Regions from separate parts of the Rattus norvegicus genome. Here region 1 is linked to region 2. A link is a contact called in public Hi-C data. All regions are on one chromosome and are shown on one strand. Each heading gives the region's core, a stretch centred on a gene start, on an enhancer-like site or on the middle of the called end of the contact. The rest is flanking DNA. Distances are from core to core; before and after follow the strand shown.

Evidence for each region. A called contact is a pair of places that touch in the nucleus more often than the background predicts.
Region 1: a contact with region 2 is called in a Hi-C map of Schwann cells, with 5 times the contacts expected there. The contact joins the enhancer-like site here to the promoter of Tsc22d1 in region 2. A contact is called at or near these places in 2 of 12 Hi-C or Micro-C datasets (Schwann cells and psoas muscle).

What each region holds. Positions count from the first base shown.
Region 1 is chr15:58,204,178-58,211,086 of GRCr8, forward strand. The region is part of intron 1 of Tsc22d1 (TSC22 domain family, member 1); the gene reads left to right. Among named protein-coding and RNA genes, the nearest start is that of Tsc22d1, 48 kb to the left of the region's middle. Within about 2 kb of position 3,949, at least 9 of the 93 cell types and tissues checked have an H3K27ac peak or open chromatin away from gene starts, as enhancers often do. A contact at or near this core is called in Schwann cells, where this site is marked.
Region 2 is chr15:58,156,088-58,163,073 of GRCr8, forward strand. Tsc22d1 (TSC22 domain family, member 1) reads left to right here and starts at 3,691. Exons shown (of 3, transcript NM_001109912.1): 1 at 3,691-6,873. The coding sequence starts at 4,028.

The DNA.
Region 1 (6,909 bases), core at 2,699-5,198, 48 kb after region 2:
TTTTAGCCATATAAATGCCAAAAATCTGCACACCAAGTAACATACCACTTCAAAGACATTGCATTCTAGCTAAAGTGTTTTAAAAAAAACCCTGCTTTTAGGGAGTGAGGCCTCCCTCCCTCTGGCCTCCGTTGTTTAGTCAGCCTCTGTTTCTGCCCCAGCCATTCATTTGAAAAGCTGCTGTGGATCAAACACGTGAAAAACGTCTGCCTGCCATGTGGTCTTGCGGATGCTTCTGTACCTGGTCAAGCAATTGGCAGTTCATATCCATGGGTTTGCATTTAGCAAGTTTACACAAATGGTGGCACATCAGATACAGGTCATCCTACCCTTCCTGTTCTCCTCTGCAGCCCTGTGGAGCCTTTACAGACAGTAAACAGCTTCTTAACTAGTTTTTGTTGTGCAGCCCAGGCTGGCCTGGGAGTTGCAGTGGAGCTCCTGCCTGTCCTGTGCTGGACCTCAGGTTCCTCCACAGCTGGTTCTTCCTGACTCTAGCAGTCCCTTGGCTCCTGAGCACCTCGTCAGGTCTAGGCCATTCCTCTGGTTACTGCAAATAGTTCTGTAATAGTGACCTCGCACCTTCCGCTGCTAACTGCGTTTGCACGTCCGTGAGTTAAATTCCCGATAGATTTGCCCCCTCCCGTGAATTAGTCTGTGTGTAGCTCTGGTTGTCCTGGAACTTAGCCACCTGCCTCCGCCTCCTGAGTGCTGGGATGAAAGGTGTGCCTGGCCACCACCACCCAGCCTGAGAGTTATGGTTTACTCAGACACCAGCAGTGCATGAGAATCTGTTCTCTTACAGCTTTGTCTTTGTGCCTTTGGACCTGAAAACAGTGGGTAGCGCGGTTCTAACTTGTATGTTCCATGCATGTTCCTTACTAAGGGGTGAAGTTCTCCTTATGTGCATATTTTATCTGTATGTTGCCAGGATTTCTTGTTGATGTTGGCCCTCTATAATGATATGAAGAGTAGTAAATATTTCTTCCTGTTTGACCGTTTACTGTCATAAATTTGTTTATGGTGGGTACTGTGTTTAGGTTATGCCTTTTTTATGTAGTAAAATTTATCAAAGTTTTCCTTCATAATTGGAACTTAGAGTTGAGAAAACTTACTTTAAGGATATAAGGAAATTATCTTTTTTTTTTTTTTTTTTTTTTTGGCCCACTTGGGGATCTTGGTATTCTGATACAGATTGTCTGTCTGTCTTTTTTCTGTGTGTCTCTCTGACTTTGTCTGTCTCTGTGTATCTTTCTGGCTCTTGGCTGTTCTAACAGCCTTTAGTGAATAATTTATACTTTCCCTTTAGTGATCAGATCATGTTCAGAGTCCAGAGTGCTAACCGTGGAACTGCCCGTAGGTCAACAGAATGGATTGTAACCAGAATGTCCCTCAAGAGTTCCTTTGAGTCACGGTGTTCCCTGGTTGAGTTACTCCAGCTCTCCTACCACATTGCTGGGGGTGCCCTCTGGCTACCTGCAGGGCGGATCTAGCCACCTGCCCTCTTAATTGATCTGCGCCGTTGTTCCTGCTTATCATTTGCCTTTTCTCTCACAAAGGCCTTTTCTAGCAAAGGAGCGGGCAGAAGAGGTGAGAGGGCTTTCCACACCCTTCTTCATGCCATCGGTTAACTCGTGGGAACTGGTATTGAGTCTCCGGTTATACCTTCTGTTAGTCTCGGTTTCCAGCGGTTTGTACAAATTCAGGATGAAAATGAGAAAGAATAAGGAAGCAAGCATAGCTTATGAGGTGGCTTCTGAGACAGCCTCTCTCTGGTCAGTGTGTTTCTGATGGTCTCCTCTGGGTTTTGACACATGGAGACCTGTTTGTTTCTTTCGTCAAAATAGTTACAGGTCTCTGCATATTGGTTCATACAGTGACTAAAAGGTGCATGGAAAACATTTCTAGCAGTGAGATTTTAGTTGATAGACACAAAATCATGAGTATGCGTTTGAAAATATAAATAACTACTAGGCTTGTGGTTGGGGTTTGTGGTTGAGGTTTGCAGAGCAAGGCCTTTCAAACTGCCAGTCACACATTAGACCCTGCCCAGTGGAGCCAGCCTAGGGGAGGTAAAGGGGTTTTCGGTGTGCTGAAACCCACTTCACAGCAGAGAACACCAGGTCACTGTAAGGGTGGCAGAGGGATACTGCTTGGTCCATTGCTGTTAAAACTAGCCTGGTCTGGAGACTGGGAAGACCTTTCTGAGAAGTCGATGCCTATTGAAGATGGCTTCTGTGGAGCGCTGCTGAGGGTCAGGACTGAAAGCAAGCTAACTAGCAGGCAGGTTCAGGGTTCCTGGAAGAGCTAATATCAACCTGAACTAGGACAGGTGGAAAATTACTGTGAATTCCTAAGACTTATTGATGGCTGTAGATGAAGTGGTGGGAAGTGGTTCTTATTCTAGAGGGAACACGAAGTCCCCTTTGAGTGCAACGAATCAGAAACATCTAAACAAGTTCGAGGTAAGAATCTGAAATGAAGGCATTGGCTGGGAGCTGTCATCGTAAGGGTGATCACTAACTCGGGGAGAAGCAGTGTGACTGCCCGGGAAGTATGTGGAGAAGGCCAGGGGTGGAGGCTGCTCATGAGAGCTGTGGCCAGGACCCGTCCGCTATCCAGATTTCCTTCCAAGCTCCAACCCAGTCGGGTTTCATCTGTCCTCAGTGTTTAAATTAGAACCCATGTCAGCTGTGAAGCAATCTTTTTTTTTTTTTTTTCCAAAAGGCTTTTTAAAAAGGCACTTACAGGAGTCAGCATTTGCTCTTAATAATAATCAACTATACTCCACACAAAAGATTTTTGACTTGGCAGGCTGTTTCTTGTCTGTTTAAAAAAAGCATTTGTGTGTATTTTTGCTTAGCTGGCTCTGTGAGTGGGGGAGTGCATATATCTTCATGTTGGACAGCTACTATGCTGGCTGTGTGTTAGACGTTAGAAATCAGAGTTAACTCTAACCTTAGGGTACCAACAACTTAATGATAAAATAGAGGACCGGTGGATATTTTATAAATTCACAGCTTCCCTTTCTCCTCCCAAATGTAAGTTGAACTTTATTTTTAGTCCCACCATACCTGTCCCCTGTCATAGTGACGTGAGCTTAGCTGTAGAAAAGCAGAACTCTGGGCAAAGATTTTCTTCATGTTGTTTGGAAATGTTTGAGAGCACGTTTGGTATATACGACTTTGCAAATTTTTTCCTGTTGTTGTTTTTTTAGCCTTTAAAATGTTTATCACAAGTTCTTTGGAAACCTTTTTAGCTGCTGTATAAAAACATGTGAATGCTCCAGCCTTGTGTTCTCTGTTGCCAAGTGTCCATTTCGCTTTCAGCTCCTTGTATGCCTCGTGCTCACGTTTGTGCAGTCATCTGCGCATGCCCTCGGGATTGCTTCCTTGGGTGAATTCACTGGAGGGGATCTGCTGGGCAGATACAAATGTATCTTCTGGACACGCTCCTTTTATGAAGACTGGCGACATCCCACACAGGTTCCTTTCAGACCTTGCTAGCGTCTTTCGTTTCTGGATCATACTTTATTGCTATTTTGTTTCTGATACCAGTGCAGCACCATTGACTTAATTTATATCAGGTCTGGAGTTGCTGCAAACATTTAGAGCCCCTTGTTCAGTGAACAGGACTTACTGATTTTTAAAAATGCATTCTTTAGTATGTCTTGGCAGGATTGCTCATTAGTCACGGCATGCCTAGGACATGGGGTCCTGTGGGGTCGTGTGTGGTTTCTCATTGGTTTTGAGAAGACACTCCCCAGAAGTCTCTCAGAGGATGGGGGCTGCGTGTCTGTCTCTGCCTCTACACTGGCAGAGAGCCCAGGAGAGACAAAATCTTTGTAGTAGGAAATGAGCTTGCTCAGGGCTCAGAAGAAAGTCCCGAGTGTCCGAGTGTCTGGAGCAAAGGGCCAGCGGTTGAGCCAACATTGCAGAGGCCAGAGGCTGGCGGGGCGCACACAGAGGGAGGGGTCAGTGCCTTGCTGGAACCATGCTGAGGACTTTCGAGTGGAGCTAGGAATAGAGGCAGCAGTCTATCATGTTCCTGTGTTTTGTTTCTTAAGATCCTTCTGGCTGCTGGGCTGGAGATTACAGACAAGCCATCATAGAAGCAGGGGATATGTTGGAAAGCGACTTCTGTTGTCCTGGTGACAAGGTTATACTGATTCATTCACCTCTCCTGCACTTTAGCTAAACCGTATTGTGACCATCGACAGCATAAGTCACGATAAACTGGCAGGTTTACTCCATGGAAAATAAAGCTTGCCAAATGGAAACTGCAAGTGTGAGACTGTCCAGGTCTCGCTCGACCCTAGCACGAAACTTAGGCAAATCCCATTTACGTGTTAATCTCAGAGGCTTATTGTCAACTGTCTCTGAACATCCCTGTGAAGCTAACTGTAAATGATTTGGTGAACTTAGAAAGATGCCCATATTCCCATTTTCTGTCCGGGGAGCAGAAAGTTGGGTCATTTGCAGTGCTGAAACAGAAAGGAAAGTATTTGTCAGCTTCTCCCAACCTCAAGCATCATATGATACGCGTCAAAGGTTAAATCTTTCCAAATCCTGTCGTGACTTCGGCACACAGTAGATGAGCTCAAAGTGTTTGACGTGTGTTTGGCTGTGTGTTATTTTGACAACGTCGTGTATTTATCTGACTCCCCAGGCATAGGGACAGGTCTCTGTATTCCCTGTGTTATCACAGGACCCGTGTGGTCCCTGTGCTAAGTCAGCATCCATTATGCTGAGTTTCACGGTGCTCTGAGGACGGAGATGAAGTTTGGGAGAACTTGTGCACACAGGGAGACCGGGGATGCACGGCACATCTGGAGGAGGAGGGCCAGGGTGAGAGTCCTCCCACTTCTTGTAACCCACTGATTTCATTCTGCGCTGCAGTTTTCATAGGAAGCACGTCACCGAGTATTGATTTTTTTGTTTCTATCGTGGGTCCCTCTTTTGGGGGAACATATCCCTGTCTCCCAGAACGAAGGGTTTTAGGCTTCTATAGCATTTGCTTATTTTTAAATTGGCATCCAATTATTGAGCTTTGTAAATTTGAAAAATGTAACTTCCTGTAAGGTATTTAAGTTTAGTGTAAAAGAATTCGGTTCTTGATTCTTTAATCACCTTGTTGTTTTGATTCGGGCCAGTTCTGTCTGGTTAGTCTTTCCTCCCTCCTCTGGGTAGTACACTGCCGACATTTTCTTCCTGGCTCTCCCCCTCATTCACCACACTCTTGTGTAGGACGAGAAGGTCGTCCCCTTAGCTCTGTGCCTTGTCTTCATCTTCCTCAGCTCTGCACGATGACCCCAGCTCTTCTCAGGAACATGTTCTCTGCCTCCTGGTGGCCTGAGCTCCTCCTCTGTGTGGGATTGCCCTGGTTTTCTAGTCACCCGTGCTCAACAGCTGGCCACCTCACACTGTCTTCACTCCTCTCCAGCCTGCTCGTTCCTGAGCCGCAGCACTGGGACACGCAGTGGGCAGTGCAAGGTCCCCACGGTTTTATAACTGTCTTGATGATTTTGCTTTTGTGTTCTCAGTGCCTTCCCCACTGTCTCCATTTAGCACAGACCATCCAGACACTTGATTTCTCACTAATGTGAGAGAAACTGGTGACCAGCCAGACTCCAAGCCCTCTCCTCTTTCCCAGCCACAGTGTTATTCTTATTAAAACGCTCTCCGGCGCTCACCTTAGACAGCCTTGGTGGCCACCAGGGGGCGCCCTTGCTCACACCTGACTAGAGCTCAGTTCCTTCTCTTGTGTATCTCCCTTTTCCCAGGATCCCTGCTTCCTCTTCCCCTCACAGTGGCCTCCCATTTAGGGACCATCTTGCAGGCCCTACCCAATGTTTTTTCCTTTGAAAACATGTATTTTTTGTTGCACTTTATACAAGTTCCCGCCCGGGCCTTTCATACCACCCTCTCCGCATTTCCCACCCTTGCCTGCCCCTCTTGCCAGCACCAGGCCTTCAGCTGCTTCTCTGATCTCTCTGGGCTTTGCTTTCCTCGTCTCTTAAGTTGGGAGCAGTAATAAAATTCACTTCTGGGCCATCGTGAGGACTCCGTAAGTTAATAAGTGTTTAAAAGACTTAGGACACCACTTGGGTAGGGAAACGTTTGCTGTTGCCATTGCCCCTGTGAGTGTGCAGGTAGGTGTGTTTCTGTTTATGTAAATGCACTTGCACATCTGTGTACCTGCATGTGGAGGCGGGGCAATCGTACATGTCATCTTTTAGTAGCCCCCTACTCGGTGTGTTGAGATGGCCTCCACTTCCCGTCATTGGGGTTGTAGATACCTGAACGCAGGTCCTCTCCTGCATGTGCAGCAAACATTATATTGACTGAAATATCTTCTTAGCTCCATTGATACATGTTAAAATTAAAAATCTGCCCCGAGGTACCTCCAGGACGGGGCATCCTGTGACTGGCTCCATAGAATCTAGCACGGTGCCTTATACGTAGCTGGCATTTCATGAAGTACCCTTTGAGTCAAATTGAAGTTTATCAAAAAGCCGACTTCTCCAATAACAGCCACAAAGGGTGTTTTGAAATACGGTCATTTAAGCCAGCACACAGTAGTTTCCTCAGTCAAAGTGAGGTCACTGAAGTTTTCTGGGATAATTTAACAAAGGGCATATAGTTGCCCTGTCTAATTATATGGTATGGATAAAACAAGCCTAATGTCATTTAAAAAAAATTTAACAGAAACCATATAAAAGGGATGACTATCGAGTCCCTGGATGCTAAAATAACACATTGCTTTAATACTTGAAGAACATAATCTTAGCCGTTTGGCTGCCTCTGTGTCAGAGACAGCCTTCTGCATGAGTGTTTGCAGAGCGCAGCTGCCCAGTAACGGTCTCTGGTCACACCGGTTTCCAGCTCCCTCCCATGCTCATGCATTTAGCTA
Region 2 (6,986 bases), core at 2,441-4,940:
TTGGAGGGCTTACACCAGAGCCCACGTTGTCCTGGAATTCACTATGTAGTCGAGGTTACCTACAAACTTGGGCACTCTTGACTTCATCTCCTGAGTATTGGGATTATATGCACAAGATACCATGTCAGCTCTTGACTCCAAACACTTTTTTTCTCCAAGTTATAGGTGTAGAACAGAAACTAGAACAACAAGGTCTCACTATGTAGCCTTGGCTGGCATGTAGACCAGGTTGGTCTCGAACTCAGAGATCTGTCTGCCTCTGCGTCCCCAGTGCTAGGACTATAGGAGTGTGCCACCATGCCCAGCTGTTTTTAATTTGTTTGAAACCTTTCTTTTGAAAGGAATTTCCTCTCCCAATCAAAACCCAGTGGGATGCTGGGTTATCAGAATGAACAGCTGCATGTAATGAGGCCCTTTCTAAGAGGCTTTCATTTTCCCACTTTGCATAAGACTTTCCCGCACTTTACTTTTTAGCTGTATCATCACGGTGACAGTAGGCTTTGCCTTGGCTGAGGGGTGACAAGCTGCCATGTGCCATTTAAAACTTTGACTTAAGGCACCGTTTGGGATATAAGCGGCGCTCTTCTCACTACAGTCGAAAGAAACGCCTCTCTGTCCACATCCTCTCGCAGTTTCAGTCCATTAGGGCAGCTTCTATTTTCTATTAAAAAAACTGCTGAAAAAGCATGTCCAATATGCATTTCAGAATCTGGTCAGTCACTTTCGACAAAAGCTGCTGGGGGTTACGTCCACGAACACAGGTGACTTCCAGATAGCACACTACAAAAGATTTTTTTTTTTGAAATTTTTTTTTTTTTAATGTAGCCCAGCTGACCTGGAACTTAAGGTGGTCCCCCTGCCTCTACCTCCTCAGAGCTGGGCTTACAAGTTATGCCACCAAACCCAGTGAAATGATTACATTTGTAAAATACTCAAATGGCTTCAGTTGTCTGAAAGTACAGGCGTTCCCATACTAGGACACAACTCAGTTTTATCTTTTTCAAAATGACTTACCGCCTATTACTTTCAGAATCTCTGAGCGCATACTTTGAACCTAGCAGAGAACTCTTTATATTAAGGAGTGGGTGTGCTAGTGAAGGCTTGTAATTACAGCACTCAGGAAACTAAAAGCGGCTTACAGTGAATTGAAGGTTACCCTTCCATCCATATTGAGACCCCATCTCATTTTTAAAAAAAAAAAATCAAAATAATGTGAATCGTACCTGTATTGTGGGGGAGACCTACATGTGTGAGGTGGCATGTGTGAGAGTTTGGTACAGACCAGATAAAGACATCAAGGAGTCATTTCTATCCAACAGTATATAGGTGACATTCAAACTTCTTATGTACAGAATGGGGGTGCTAAGCTCGAAGACAACTGATGGTAACAGTTTTGGGTTTTTTGTTTGTTGAGTGTTAACCTACAGAAACAATATCGGTAATTTCCTGAGTCAGAGGTCTATCTTCTAAACAATTTGTATCCCTGACACCCAAATTAGAACAGAAACAAACCACTCTCGAACAACCCTTTTCACCTCTGCTTAAAAAATTTTCTGCGTGTGAGATTTATATTCTTGGTTAGAAGCAAAGCACTCGTTTGAGAGGTTTTGACATGTAATACTTCGGAGGCAGCTAACAGAAAATTGCCTCCAAGCAAACCCATCTACATCCATGAAATGTAGTTGGGGGGGGGCGATTTTTAGCTGGTCCTTTTGCTTTTCTAGCCCTAAAAGGCATTCTTCACAAATTTCCTTTAAATTCCACTAAGACCAAGCCCTAACCTTTTACCTCTATGAGGGCCACAGCAAGGACACAAAGACAATGAATGGCTGGAGGGAAGCTCCACCTGTTGGTTAGTTAGCTGGCCGGGCAGGCTCGCTTCTTCCCACCAGCTAAGGAGGGACAGCAAGGACCACTCCCTTTTGTAAGAGCCTTCCCCTGGGGTGGGCTTGGGAGATTCACTGCAAACATCCGTGCCATCTGCTAGCAGCCTCGCCCCTGCCCGTCGAAGGGCGAAGGACCGCGTGGCAGCCACCACCGCTCTGCACAAAAGGTACCACTGCTGTGGGGGAAGGCACCCGACTCCATCGGGGCATCCCCGGAAGGGGCGAGGGCGGTGCGGGTCGAGGGGGAACCCAGGTACTGCTTGGAGAAGGAGGAGGGGAAGGAGGAGGAGGAGGAGGAAGGCTCCGCCACGCGCCGAGGAAGAAAGCCTGACTCATGTCGTGGCAGCAGCGGAGGGCTCCTGGGAGCTGCAACTCGTGATGCTGTTGCTGAGGAGAAAAGCCTTATTACCCATTCAGCAGGCCGGGGGGACACCGCCCCAGGGCGCGCACACCCGAGACCTATCGCTCCTCACCCGCCTCGCCGGGGTCCGCGTGGGAGACAGCAGCGGACACGCCTAACCTGCGCGCACGCGCGCGGCGTGGCCCCCACGCCCCACCCTAGCTTCTCCACGCGACCCGGATTCGCTCGCGCGCCCGAGTGCCCCACCCCCACCGCCCTCAGGCGTCGGCGGCTCCGCCGGCCTTCGGCAATTTCCGTGGAGACGGAGCCGAGAGCTCGGCACGGACCGAAGACAGGCCACCTCCCCTAGTCAGACCCAGCTTTATGTCTGCAGCGCCGGCGCGCACGCGCAGACGCCATCTTCCCTCTTCTCCTCCGCGACCCCTCCCCCCCGCCTTCTCCTCCTCCTCCTCCTCCTCCCCCTCCTCCTCCTCCTCCTTCTCTTCGGTCAGAGCTCGACCCTCCTCCTCTCGCGCTGGGGCGCTGGTCCCTCCTCTCTTGATGCCGCGAGAGACCAGGGGATACGGAGCAGCCCGAGAAGAGCACTAGTAACAACCACCACAGCCCCCTCCTCGCCCGACGCCCTCCCACTCCTCCGCCCCGCGCCGCCACCGACCAACCCCACCTCTCATTTCTTTGAACGGCGTCGGCTGCAGCCGCTGCACCAGCCCCGTCTGGCCGTCGCCGCCGCCGCGAAAAGGAGCCACCGCCGCCCGCGGCCCCCTCCCTCCCGGTCGCGGGAGCAGCTCGGTGCCGAGCCAGCCGGCGGGCTGAGAAGAGGACGCGAGCTCGCCCCTCCGCTCCCGCGCACGTCCCGCCACCCGCCGGAGCAGCCTGGGCGCCGGCGCCCTTCCTCTCAGAGGACGTGTGCCGAGCCGAGCGCCTGCCCCGAGAGAGGAAAATGCTCGGGCTCCATGGCTGCCAGTGATGGAGCGGTCCCTGGGCTCCCGCTGCCGCCGCCACCGCCGCCGCCGCGCCCCGGCCGCGCTCCGCGAGGACCCGGCGTCTCTGCGCGCCCGCCCTCGCCTCGTTGCTGGGCTCACCGTACCCGGCGCCCCGCCGCCGCCCCGCTCGCAGCCGCGCCGCCCGGGCCCCAGTCGCGGTCAGCCTTTCCTCCCGGAGCAGCCGTCGCGAGCCCAGGGGGTTTGAGAGGGGCCGCGGGCCGCGGGGGGAGGCCCGAGCGGGGCCGGCCGCGCCGGCAAGGGAGGTTGGAGCGACGCTGAGCTCAGGGCTCGCCGGCGGCCGCGGCGCCGGGGGTGGCGAGGGCCGGGCGACCGCTCGCTCCGCGCTGCCTCGGTGCAGGGCGAGCGGAGGGGCTTTGCAGCGGCCGCCGCCGCGGGAGGAGGGGGTTGAGCTGGCTCCGGAGTTGGCCAAAGAAGGTGGGCATTTCTCGCTTCTCCTCGCCTCCCCCGCCCCCTCCTGGGCTCCCCTCCCTCCCGCCCCGCACCCCACGTGAAGCGGAATATAAAGGGGGGTGTGTGACTGGAGGGGAAAGTGAATGGCGAAGGACTGAAGGGGTCCCCCTTCGGTTCCCCAGCCACCTGGTTCACCCGGTTCATCCTCCCTTCCCGAAGCTAGCCCTCGAAGGCACGAGCAGCCGGCGCCTTCGGCAGAGGAGGAGGAGGAGGGATCGCGTCGGGCGGAGCTTCAGGTCCTGTTCGCCTCTCCGGCTTCTCCATACAAAGATTACGGTGCAGAAGGAAATTGCACTCGCCTCCTCCGCCCCCCGGTACCCAGCACAATGCACCAGCCGCCAGAGTCCACCGCCGCGGCGGCCGCTGCTGCAGACATTAGTGCTAGGAAGATGGCGCACCCGGCAATGTTCCCTCGAAGGGGCAGCGGTGGTGGCAGCGCCTCTGCTCTCAGTGCAGCAGGTACCGGCGTCAGTGGTGCTGCTCCATCTTCTGAAGATTTTCCTCCTCCTTCTTCGCTGCTCCAGCCGCCGCCTCCTGCTGCATCTTCCACACAGGGACCACAGCCTCCGCCTCCACAAAGCCTGAACCTCCTTTCACAGGCTCAGCTGCAGGGACAGCCTCTTGCGCCAGGCGGAACTCAGATGAAAAAGAAAAGTGGCTTCCAGATAACTAGCGTTACTCCGGCTCAGATCTCTGCCAGCATCAGCTCGAACAACAGCATAGCAGAGGACACCGAGAGCTATGATGACCTGGATGAGTCGCACACGGAAGATCTCTCTTCTTCCGAGATCCTTGATGTCTCCCTTTCCAGGGCCACTGACTTAGGTGAGCCTGAACGCAGTTCCTCCGAGGAGACTCTGAATAACTTCCAGGAAGCTGAGACACCTGGGGCAGTCTCTCCTAACCAGCCCCACCTTCCTCAGCCTCATTTGCCTCACCTTCCACAACAGAACGTTGTGATCAATGGGAACGCTCATCCACACCACCTCCATCACCACCATCACATTCATCATGGGCACCACCTTCACCACGGACACCACCATTCATCACATGCTGCTGTGGCCAGTACATCCGTTCCTGGAGGGCCACCACCCACGAGCCCCGTGTCCAGGAAACTCTCTACAGCTGGAAGTTCTGACGGTGGTGTGCCAGTCCCACCTACTTCTGCTGTATCATCGGCTGGCTTACCTGCCTCAGTGATGACGAGCATCCGTGCTCCAAGCACTCCAGGCAGCATAGGTGTAAATTCAGTTACCGGCACGAATGCAACGAATAATGTTAACATTGCTGCTGTGGGTGGTTTCAGTCCCGGTGTGGCGAACAGCGTGCATCCCAATGCTGTTAGTATAAGTGGTGGGCCTGGAGTTACCAGCGGTGTTAATGTGAATGTCTTGAGTGGCATGGGCAACGGTACCATTTCTTCTCCTGTCCTTAACGCAGCTGCAGGTATCACGGTGGGAGTGGTTTCAAGTCAGCAGCAGCAGCCGCAGCAGCCGCCGCCAACAGTTAACACATCAAGGTTCAGAGTTGTGAAGTTAGACTCTACTTCTGAACCCTTTAAAAAAGGCAGATGGACTTGCACTGAATTCTATGAGAGAGAAAATGCTGTGCCAGGTCCAGAAGGCGTGGCCATAAATAAAGTGGTGGAGACCGTGAAGCAAACCCCCACGGAAGCGTCCTCTTCGGAGAGGGAGAGCACTAGTGGGAGTTCCGTGAGCAGTAGTGTCAGCACACTGAGTCACTACACAGAGAGTGTGGGAAGCGGAGAGATGGGAGCCCCTACTGTGGTGGTGCAGCAGCAGCAGCCGCTACCACCAGCACCACCAGGTCTTCAAGGCGTGGCCCTCCAACAGCTAGATTTCAGTAGCCCTGGTCCACAGAGTATTTCTCAGTCACAGATGTCACAGGTACAACTACAGCCTCAAGAATTGAGCTTTCAGCAGAAGCCAAATCTTCAACCTGTTCCTCTGCAAGCCACTATGAGCGCAGCAACTGGTATCCAGCCTTCACCTGTCAACGTGGTGGGTGTAACGTCAGCTGTAGGTCAACAGCCTTCCATTTCCAGTCTGGCTCAGCCCCAGCTGCCGTATCCTCAGCCAGCTCCTCCCGTGCAAACTCCTCTTCCAGGGGCACCACCCCAGCAGTTACAATATGGGCAACAGCAACCAATGGTTCCTACGCAGATAGCCCCAGGCCATGGCCAGCCAGCAACTCAAAACCCTCCTTCAGAGTACGCACAGCAGCAGCCAATATTCCAAGCGGCAATGTCCTCTGGACAGTCCAGTTCCACAGGCACAGGAGCGTCAGTGATTCCCGTGGCTCAGCCACAAGGGATCCAGCTGCCAGTGCAGCCCACAGCAGTACAAGCACAACCTGCAGGGGCGACTGGGCAGCCCATTGGCCAGGCTCCAACAGCAGTGTCTACTGTACCAGCTGGTGGTCAGATTGCAAGTATCGGTCAGCAGGCAAACATACCCACTGCAGTACAGCCACCCTCTACCCAAGTTACACCTTCAGTTGTTCAGCAAGGTGCTCCTCCATCTTCACAAGTAGTCCTACCTGCTCCAACTGGGATCATTCATCAGGGCGTTCAAACCAGTGCTCCAAGCCTTCCTCAGCAATTGGTTATTGCACCCCAGAGTACCATGGTAGCGGTGCCTCCCCAGACACAGGGAGTGGAAGCAGTGGCTCATGGAGTTGTTTCCCACCAGTTGCCCACAGGTAGTCCTTTGCCCTCTGCTAGCACCATTTCTGTTACAAGTCAGGTTAGTTCAGCTGGTCCTTCTGGAATGTCTTCTGTCCCAACAAACTTAGTTCCACCACAGAATATAGCACAACCCCCAGCCACCCAAAATGGCAGTTTGGTTCAAAGTGTTAGTCAATCTCCATTGATAGCCACTAACATAAATTTGCCTTTGGCACAACAGATACCGCTAAGTTCTACTCAGTTCTCTACACAATCATTAGCTCAGGCAATTGGAAGCCAAATGGAAGACACCAGGCGTCCAGCGGAGCCCTCCTCAGGCGGCTTACCTCAGACTCTCAGTGGTGACAGTGGGGGAGTGTCAGCAGTCTCAGATGGGAGTAGCAGCAGCCTAGCAGCCTCTGCTTCTCTCTTCCCGTTGAAGGTGCTACCGCTGACAACACCCCTGGTGGATGGCGAGGACGAGAGGTAAGATCATGTGCTTCTGCAGGCATCGGGCAGTTCAAAGTTGATCTCTTTAGCAGCAGTACGTGTGGGTGCACTTAGTCCATATGTATATATATGCCTTTCCATTTGCATGT